Regions from separate parts of the Bombyx mori genome. Here region 1 is linked to region 2. Evidence: chromatin contacts called from public Hi-C data. All regions are on one chromosome and are shown on one strand. The core of a region is the stretch at or near the end of the contact, and the rest is flanking DNA. Distances in the headings are between cores, read along the strand shown.

Evidence for each region. A called contact is a pair of places that touch in the nucleus more often than the background predicts.
Region 1: a contact with region 2 is called in a Hi-C map of midgut, with 2.2 times the contacts expected there. The contact joins two enhancer-like sites. A contact is called at or near these places in 2 of 7 Hi-C or Micro-C datasets (midgut and whole pupa).

What each region holds. Positions count from the first base shown.
Region 1 is chr9:8,651,779-8,656,451 of ASM3026992v2, reverse strand. The region is part of intron 3 of CAP (c-Cbl-associated protein); the gene reads right to left. Among protein-coding and RNA genes, the nearest start is that of LOC101736262, 40 kb to the left of the region's middle. Within about 2 kb of position 2,016, at least 1 of the 8 cell types and tissues checked has open chromatin away from gene starts, as enhancers often do.
Region 2 is chr9:8,605,159-8,609,401 of ASM3026992v2, reverse strand. All of the region lies in intron 2 of CAP (c-Cbl-associated protein), which reads right to left. Among protein-coding and RNA genes, the nearest start is that of LOC110384846, 6.5 kb to the right of the region's middle. Within about 2 kb of position 1,906, at least 1 of the 8 cell types and tissues checked has open chromatin away from gene starts, as enhancers often do.

The sequences.
Region 1 (4,673 bases), core at 767-3,266, 47 kb before region 2:
TAACTGGATAATTCAAAATTAAATAATAATAATGAAAAACGTTAAAATGGTGAACATAACTTTAAGTATGTGACTATGTTACGCTACGCGTTACGAGTGTGTTCCTACGGGTGAACTATTGTTATGTAAATTGTCATAATACCCTACAAAATATAATACATATTTTTTTATGACTTAGATGGATGGACGAGCTCACAGCCCACCTGGTGTTAAGTGGTTACTGGAGCCCATAGACATCTACGACGTAAATGCACCAACCACCTTGAGATATAAGTTCTAAGGTCTCAAGTATAGTTACAGCGGCTGCCCCACCCTTCAAAACGAAACGCATTACTCCTTCACGGCAGAAATAGGCAGGGTGGTGGTACCTACCCGCGCGGACTCACAAGAGTGTCCTACCACCAGTAAGAGATTAACATGCCTGATATTTCATTAAATTTCAGATTTTACACTTTAAAATACAGTTTACCATCACTGGGCTAATCTCAGCTGTTATGCATTACCAGCTACGACCGAACCAATTTCTGTTTACTTGATCATTTTCCGTGAATTGGGTTAGTGGCGCACCCTGGCGACGTAATCGCTTAGCCTATTAGGATTGCGATGTGATCACGCGCCAATGCGAATCTTCGCATATTTACATTACCGCGACAATCGATTTGTTTGTGTACTTAACATGAGCGGTTAACGTAATTGAATTAGCTGAAGTTATTTTACTGATTTCATTTGCAGGGATTGTCGCAATTTTCGATTAAGTAATTTTGAATGCTGGAACTATGAGTTTAATCAAGTTTAATGGAGTGTAGGTAATTAATCCTCATTAATATTTTAATTCATTCTCGGAATACACGCGACAATAGATAGCGAATAAATAAACATTCATTTTACAAATATTAGATGTATTCTGGAAGATAATAGAGGTTATTTTTTATTGTTTAGATGGGTTGACGAGTTCACGGCCTACTTGATTTTAAGTGGCTACCGAAGCCCATAGACATCTACAACGTAAGTGCCGCCATCCACCTTGAGACATAAGTTGTAAGGTCTCACTTTTAACAGTACAACGGCTGCCCCACCTTTCATACTGAAAGGCGTTACTGCTTCACGGTAGAAATAGGCAGGGTGGTAGTACCTATCCCTGCGGATTCACAAGACGTCTTATCACCAGTAATACGCAAATTATAATTTTGCGGGTTTGATTTTTATTACACGAAGTTATTTTCTTTCACCATGAAAGTCAATCGTGAACATTTGTTAAGTACGCATTTCATTGGAAAAATTGGTACGTGTCGGCAGGATTCGAACACCGATGCATCGCTACATACGAATGCACCAGACGTCTTATCCTTTAGGCCACGACGGTCTCAAATGATAACGATATTCAATTTAACTAAAATAGGTCTTAATCGATTTCAGTTTATGAACATTGATCAGAATCAATAAAGGAAGAACAAATATACATAAAACGTAGGCATGTCCTCGGATCCACATGCAATAAATTTTCTACTCAATTCATTGACACTTATTTAATTTTCCCTGCCAAAATGAAGCCATAGCTACCCACCCCCCTATAAACAGCGTCTACGCTAAAATTCGACGATAATATTTCTACGTGACAAAGGCCATCTGTCAAACAATTCTGTGATATGAAAACAAAAACTAAAACATAATATACAAGAAATCAACAGCCGTTACTTTTCTACGATTTATAATTTGGAACACAAAGTAAAAATTACCACGATACCAACTAATTTTCTAATAGAATGTACACACTCTTCGAAACTTTTTGAAAGAACATCACGGTTACCTTAATTAATTTAACAATGGGATTCAAAATTACACCGCTTTGCGACTATAATACAAGTGCCGAATTCCAGATCACATGCCAATGCAGATGGTAGATTACGTCGTATCGAGATAATTGGTTATTTATCTAAAAAGCCCTCGGAGCGCGTGTGCCGACATCAAAGTGGGGAAGCGAACGCAAATAAATTAAAAGTGAGCTAAAAGCGAATTCAATTAAGGCCCAACTGAGAAAAAATGTACTGTACGCTCGGGAGTGTTGAGTCCTGTCCATTGTGTGGGTCGGATTAAAACTGAGCGGGATTGAGAGAATAAAATTTCATTATTGGAATTCTTTTCGTTAAATAACTCAGTATTATTACAATTAAGTTTTGAATTATGAAAACTTACAATATAATAATAGCTTTTGTTAGACGTATCTTAGTTTTAGATTATATACACAGAGATGTGATATTTGTTGTTATATCGTAAATCAAATCAAATCAAAAAGTGTCATATGAATTCTATTGAATGTAAATTATTTTTCTATTTAATCACGAGATGGGTATTTGAGGAGTTTGAACAGCTAGACGATCACTATGCATGGTACTGTAAATATGTCCAAATTATAAGGTTTTATTATGCATTGCACTATGCGCACAATTAATTATTAATTATATTTAAAAATAACGAAAAATTCTGACTAAAGAATATATCAGGTTACAGCTACAGTGTGTAATTGTGAAAAAAAAACCGATTACGGATTCAAATCACAAACTCTCCGGGCGTACACTAAGTTAACGCCTTCCGATTCTAATTTAATTATGAAACACCCACAACATTCCGAATTTCGGGCAGTATCTCCCATAAACACTCGCTTTCCAATGAGAGCGCTTTCGTTTCCTAACTTTTGGATAATTACGAAGAACGTATTTAATTTTCATTCGCAATCTAATTGTTGTATTTGCTTTAACCATTGCTACTCCAACAAGCGAGTAATGAAACTATCGTGTTTTGTAATTTTTTACCAAGTCTATATATTAATACGTGAAGCAAAAACTTTGTATCCCTTTTTACGAAAATCGCGCGGACGGAGGAATATGACATTTTCCACACTTATAGAGAATATAGAGAAGAAGTGCACAATGCTAATATTTTTTTAAAATAATGCATAAAAGATACATTAAATCAATAAAGAAAACATTACACACACTACATACCATGTATTTGACGCACACACGCATGCATACTATTTATTGTCAAACTTTTGTTCTTGACGTCTGTTGTCAAATTGAGAATAGGATATGGTTTTTCTTTGGTAATATTTTTTATAGTGTAGTGTTGGCAAAATTTATGAATATAGAAGTATAAAATACAATCATAATAGTGTACAAACTTACAATTCCAATTAATTATAGTCGAATTTCGACTACTGTGGGACCCATAGTTCAAATAACAGGCTCTCAATACAGGATGCATTTTTTGTGTATGTACCTAGATGTACATATAACTAGGTACTGAATCTTAGTAAAATAAATGGATAAATCATCAGTAATGTTCATGTAAAGCAAATTGTCAAGTAACAATCACGAGTTCCTAGAGCTTTTTAGGATGAAACAAAAAAATATTACGAATTCATAATGAACATTTTGTATAATCAAAGGTTAACGCAATGTCTGAAAAATATTGGGGGTCCTATTTATTTTCAAACAATCTTCCAGTTTGTCTCGTTACCAAAACTTTGTTAATGAGTCGTATTTGTTTTTGTATTAACAACAGGATGCTGTTATGAATAAATCATGTAAATAATCGCGATGTTGTAATATTGAGGTAGCCTTTTCAAATTGCATTAAGTGGTCACTGGATCCATGGACAACGCAAGGTAAATAGTGTCATTCAATCAGTAATTATGCGGCTTATATTATTTTATGAGGTTTTTTTTTTACTTGTATTATTCGATGTAATTCGATCGTCGTTGAAGTCACTCGTAAACATTTTCTAATTACGTATTCTATTAGAAAAATTGGCACCTACCTGTGAGATTTGAACGTCAGCATATTCGCTTCTCTTGATACAAGTAAATCAGATGTCTTATTGTTTAAGCCATCGCTACTTCAATGAAGAACGAAACGCATGGCGTAATTATGATAGTTAATGAGGCACTACTAGCAAAAAACAACAACATAGCGTGTCGCTCAGTTTAGGGGTTTAAGTGATGTCTCTTACAATTTTAATGGACTTCGATTTCTGAGAATTTATTTTTCTTAAAATACTAACACAGACCGAATACGTTGTTATTGGTTATGTTTAAGACCGAATCGAAATGGACTTCAAAAAATTAGACATAGAAATAATGTTGAAAAATTACGAAAATATTTCTAAGATTTTTGTTTTACGAACCATCAACGACATTCACTCGAAGAAATTCACTGCAGCCTTGTAATGATAATACAAATATTTACGAATAGCTGAAATCCTACAGCTCTTCAACATATCGTAAAATCAAATATCTAAATTATATTTAATGCTCATAATATTATCATGGCATTGTTTTTTTTTTTGTATGCAAGAGTATTTGTTTTTAAGCGAGTACGATCAACATCATAATAACATTACCCGATTTTAACGATATACGGTATTAAAACTCTCCGGTCGGATACCAACATGTTTTTCGGCACCCAATTTTAGAGGCTCTCATTTTCCGACATGATATTCATACGATCGCAATCTAGTTATCGAGCGGACTCGCCATCATATTAAAATTCAATATCATCTGCTTTCGGTAGCCGAATGAAATATTTCAGATTGTAAAACTGTTTCTTATTGGAGAAATACGGAATACGGGTTTGTAGTGGCTTCATTCCTGATCTCAATTTTTATAAAGGAGTTCT
Region 2 (4,243 bases), core at 657-3,156:
GTGGCGCATTTACGTTGTGGATGCCTATGGGCTCCAGTAACCACTTAACGCCAGGTGGGCTATGAGCTCGTCCACCCATCTAAGCAATAAAAAATATATATTTATTAGGTAGCTATCTATCGAAATGAGGCTTTCGCCCCTTGAGTTTTATTTCATTTCGTTTTTTGGTTGTGCATTTTTTTTCGATTTTCCCCGAATTGTACCTTAATTATTGAAACTACTTTTTTAGTCTAATCTGGCGTTTTTTTACTGTCGTCATATTATTTCGTTATCATTCCTCGACATTTACGTATTATGCTAAATTTTAAAATAGAATACAGTAGAAAATTAGTTTTTTAATTTGTTCATTTCGTTTACTTTTATAATAGCAGTTTTATAAAAATAATTGGAAAGTAACAAAAGGACTATTCCACTGAGTTTGTTACGTCTATTTTTATGAGGACTGTGTCACTTAGGGAACCTGTGGTGGACATAATTATTAAAATTGTTTTTACCGTTTAATCTTTAATTATTATATTATTTACTTTCGAAGAATCAACTGCACAAATTACGTAGGAACAAACTCTGGACGTCAATATTATGAGATTTATTGTCCTGCTGTGTCCGTGCGTGTATGATTCTAATACCATTTTCTTTATAGTTATATAGTATACCATACCATAAGTATATTAAACTACTGACCATTGGAAGCTAACAATAGTTGTAGTGGTAATAAACAAATAATAATACCTTTCAATCGAATAGTACACTATCAACAACGTTGCTCTGATGTATATTTTCATATATTTTATATTATAAAGATTGCGAGTATTACTTTACGACACGCAACGCATTAAAATTCTTCAAAATTATAGAGATTAAACCTTCGATCAATAATACTACTAGATTCGCGATTAGCGCTTCAAAAACGGCCCGAAAAATAAGACCACAAATAAATTTGTGGTCTTATTTCAAATTAGTATGGTTCAATCATAGCCAACACTAAGACGTCAAAACGCTGCAATGCGCGTTCAAAAACTGAGTAAAAAACCACCGTAACACCAAGGTTTTGGAAGGAATATCTTTTTTTGGTAAATTTATATTATTAAGTGTTTTTCATAAAATAATAAACACAATTATATTGTAAATAAAACACAATTTACGAATATTGTAATTGTTTGGCCAATGTTTGCAACAAGACACCAACTATTGTAACAAACATCACCAATTCTTGAACAGGGAATGCATAGAGTAGTTTTGTTATTTTATAATGTTATTTATGTTTGTAGATTTCCTAGTAGCCCCTTGTCGCTGTGCACAATGGATATATATTGTCGCGAAAGAAAGAGGAGAAGAAATATAGAACTCTTATAAAAATTCTAGAATTGTTCAATGGTGGTGGCAAATCAATGCAAAAAAGTATTAAAAAAACTTTATATGTATGTGTAAATATTTTAAGCGTATATGCTGAAAAGGATTTGTTTTCTGGGGGAAACGAACACAGCCATAAAATAAGCCTAAATTAAACTGATTATAGAAAAATTCATTGATATAAGATTACATTATATTTGTAAAAAAGAAACCGCTCATATAAAAATGACTTCTAAAAAACAGCTTTATAACAAACTGAATCTGTTTAAAGGTAATTAAACCTACATTATTGTTTTAATTACTTCTGTATAAAGAATACGTGAAAAACATGTTTCGTGTTTCTTTTCATATTTTTTTTACTTTATTCAATTTTATTTTTTATCACCTATTTGTTGTAATAGCGGCAATGTAAAATATTATCTACTACTTTTTTGAATCGGTCAAAAATAGTTGCGACCATACAAAACAAACCTAAAACAAATATGTATATTCTGCAACTCTATGTCTTTCAATACTTACTGTGTTCTGAGCATTGAAATGTAATACCAAGAACTACATCTAGTTCCATAATACAATAAGCACGAAATTTTAAACAAATATTTTTAACCTTATAAATTAGGCTTTAAGTATCATTTTAGAATAAATACTTTTGTACTGATGTCTTTTTATGTTCAAGTGACATTTTAAATTTATTCCATAATATTATTTTTCTGACGAAAGGACCTAAATACATATATTTTGCAATGGTAATTAAACTTTATGTTTAAGTATTAAGGTTTATAATAAACTGAAGTCGTTAACATTATTAAACTTTTTTCTAAGAAATGAAGATGTTTTCGTGTCTGCAAACGTGGCCACTGGAGCGTCTTATTTTTGTTCCTGATCTTGAATCTAGTACTATTATTGATCGAAGGATTAAACTATAAGTCATACTAATTTCATCGCAGTGTCGATACCGGGAAAACTGTCGAACAATATGAGAATCTATGTGAGCGTTTACTCTCATTCGTTCATTCCATAAATTGTCATAAAACACCACAATGATTATCTTCTCTTCTTCGTCGCTTCCTTCATTGCAAGGTCATGTCCCTGAAACTTGACCTTGGTCTGTCTCGTGAGCTGTTTCCACAATGATTACAGCAGTATTATTCGCCTTACATATACACATATACACACATTAGATTCGAGATATGACTTCGTTTAATTTTCTGTTGGATAAATAATAAACAGTTTGTTATCTAAAAGATAAATTTGGCAGATGAAGATACATTCATTAAAATTAGAAGCACATAGTATACTTTTTCTTTCATATAAGCTGTGTACATACATATCTATGAGTATGTGTTTCGGGTACACATCATTTTATGTTTTTTTAGTGTGTTAAACTAAATTTTCTATGTATACTAGCCGTACTCGCTCGCTTCGCTGGGCATTTAAAATTAACATTATTATTTATTGTCATTATCATTAGGGAGTCCAACACTCATATAAATATTAACCTATCCATTAAGTACATGTGTTTTCTACGTGGATACCAAGTTTCAAGTCAATCGGATGCATGGTTCAGTAGTTATAACAGAACATCCGTAAAAACCACTGTAGATTTATATATTAGTATAGATCTGAATTTCTTAAAAAAATATGATCCTATTTTATAACTTTTAATACTATTCGAATTATATAAAATTATTGCATGTGTTCGATGACTGAAATCGTTTTAAAATCGAATCGCTATTGTTTTTTGCTTCGAAAACTATTAATTTTTAACATTGACAACCGGACTCTTTGTTGAGCTTTTCCTTATAACTCATGTCTTTCTGGGTTGTTTGTTTTAATCAAACAACGTTTATACCATAAGTGGAACTGCATAAATCTGGTAATCGACCCAAAATCCAAGCGATGCCAAGATTAATTTCTCTATTCAGATCGTATCAGAAGCATTCGATATTGAATTCCAATAATACATTTCTATTAGAACTGTATGCAAATCTATTTAGATACAATATTAGTAGGCGCTGGTTCACTGGCTATAACTTGATAAGTTTCATAAGGAGTAAACACACTTTTAATAATATTGTTTGTCAACTTTATTGACTCAAGTTAAGGTTAAAAAATGGACATCCTGCGTCTACGGAAATCTTTTGTTTTCTCTGAGATTTATAACGTATTTTTTATTGGGATTGCCCTGAGTTTTTTTTTTTTGAGACGATACGGTCATCTTATTTTTCTCTACCTATTCGCCGGTAGCGGTTGAGCTCGCGGACTCAGCCTGAGAGAATTTGCTAACACCAACCCTATTGCTTCGCAGAATCTACCACCGGATCGGAATCGCGATCCACTGAGAAGTTCTGGCGAGAAACTCAGTGGGCTGTGTCCATGGGTACGGTAATCTCTTCTCTATGATCGCACCAGTAACTGTAGGTACAAAAAACTGTAGGTACCCGGAACTGCAGGCTTTTTTTTATGGCTTAGATCAGTGGACTAGCTCACAGCTCACCTGGTGTTAAGTGATTATTGGAGCCCATAGACATCCACAACGTAAATGCGCCACCCACCTTGAGATATAAGCTCTAAGGTCTCAGTATAGTTACAACGGCTACCCCACCCTTCAAACTGAAACGCATTACTGCTTCACGGCAGAAACATGGAGGGTGGTGGTACCGGCTCTGGAATGAAATGCCTTTCTGATGCCGTTTGAAAAGAAAGAAAAGAGAATGCCAAACAACGGCTATGCCTCTGCAAATATTGACCTGCAAATATTGATTCTTTACAATCGATGTTAATTAAAAAAAGGCTGTGGTATTTCGTCTTTTTAATTGACAGTCAAGATTAGAATGATAAAAAGAAAATAACAACCTGTAACAACTACTAAGTACCATTTAATAACCTGGTA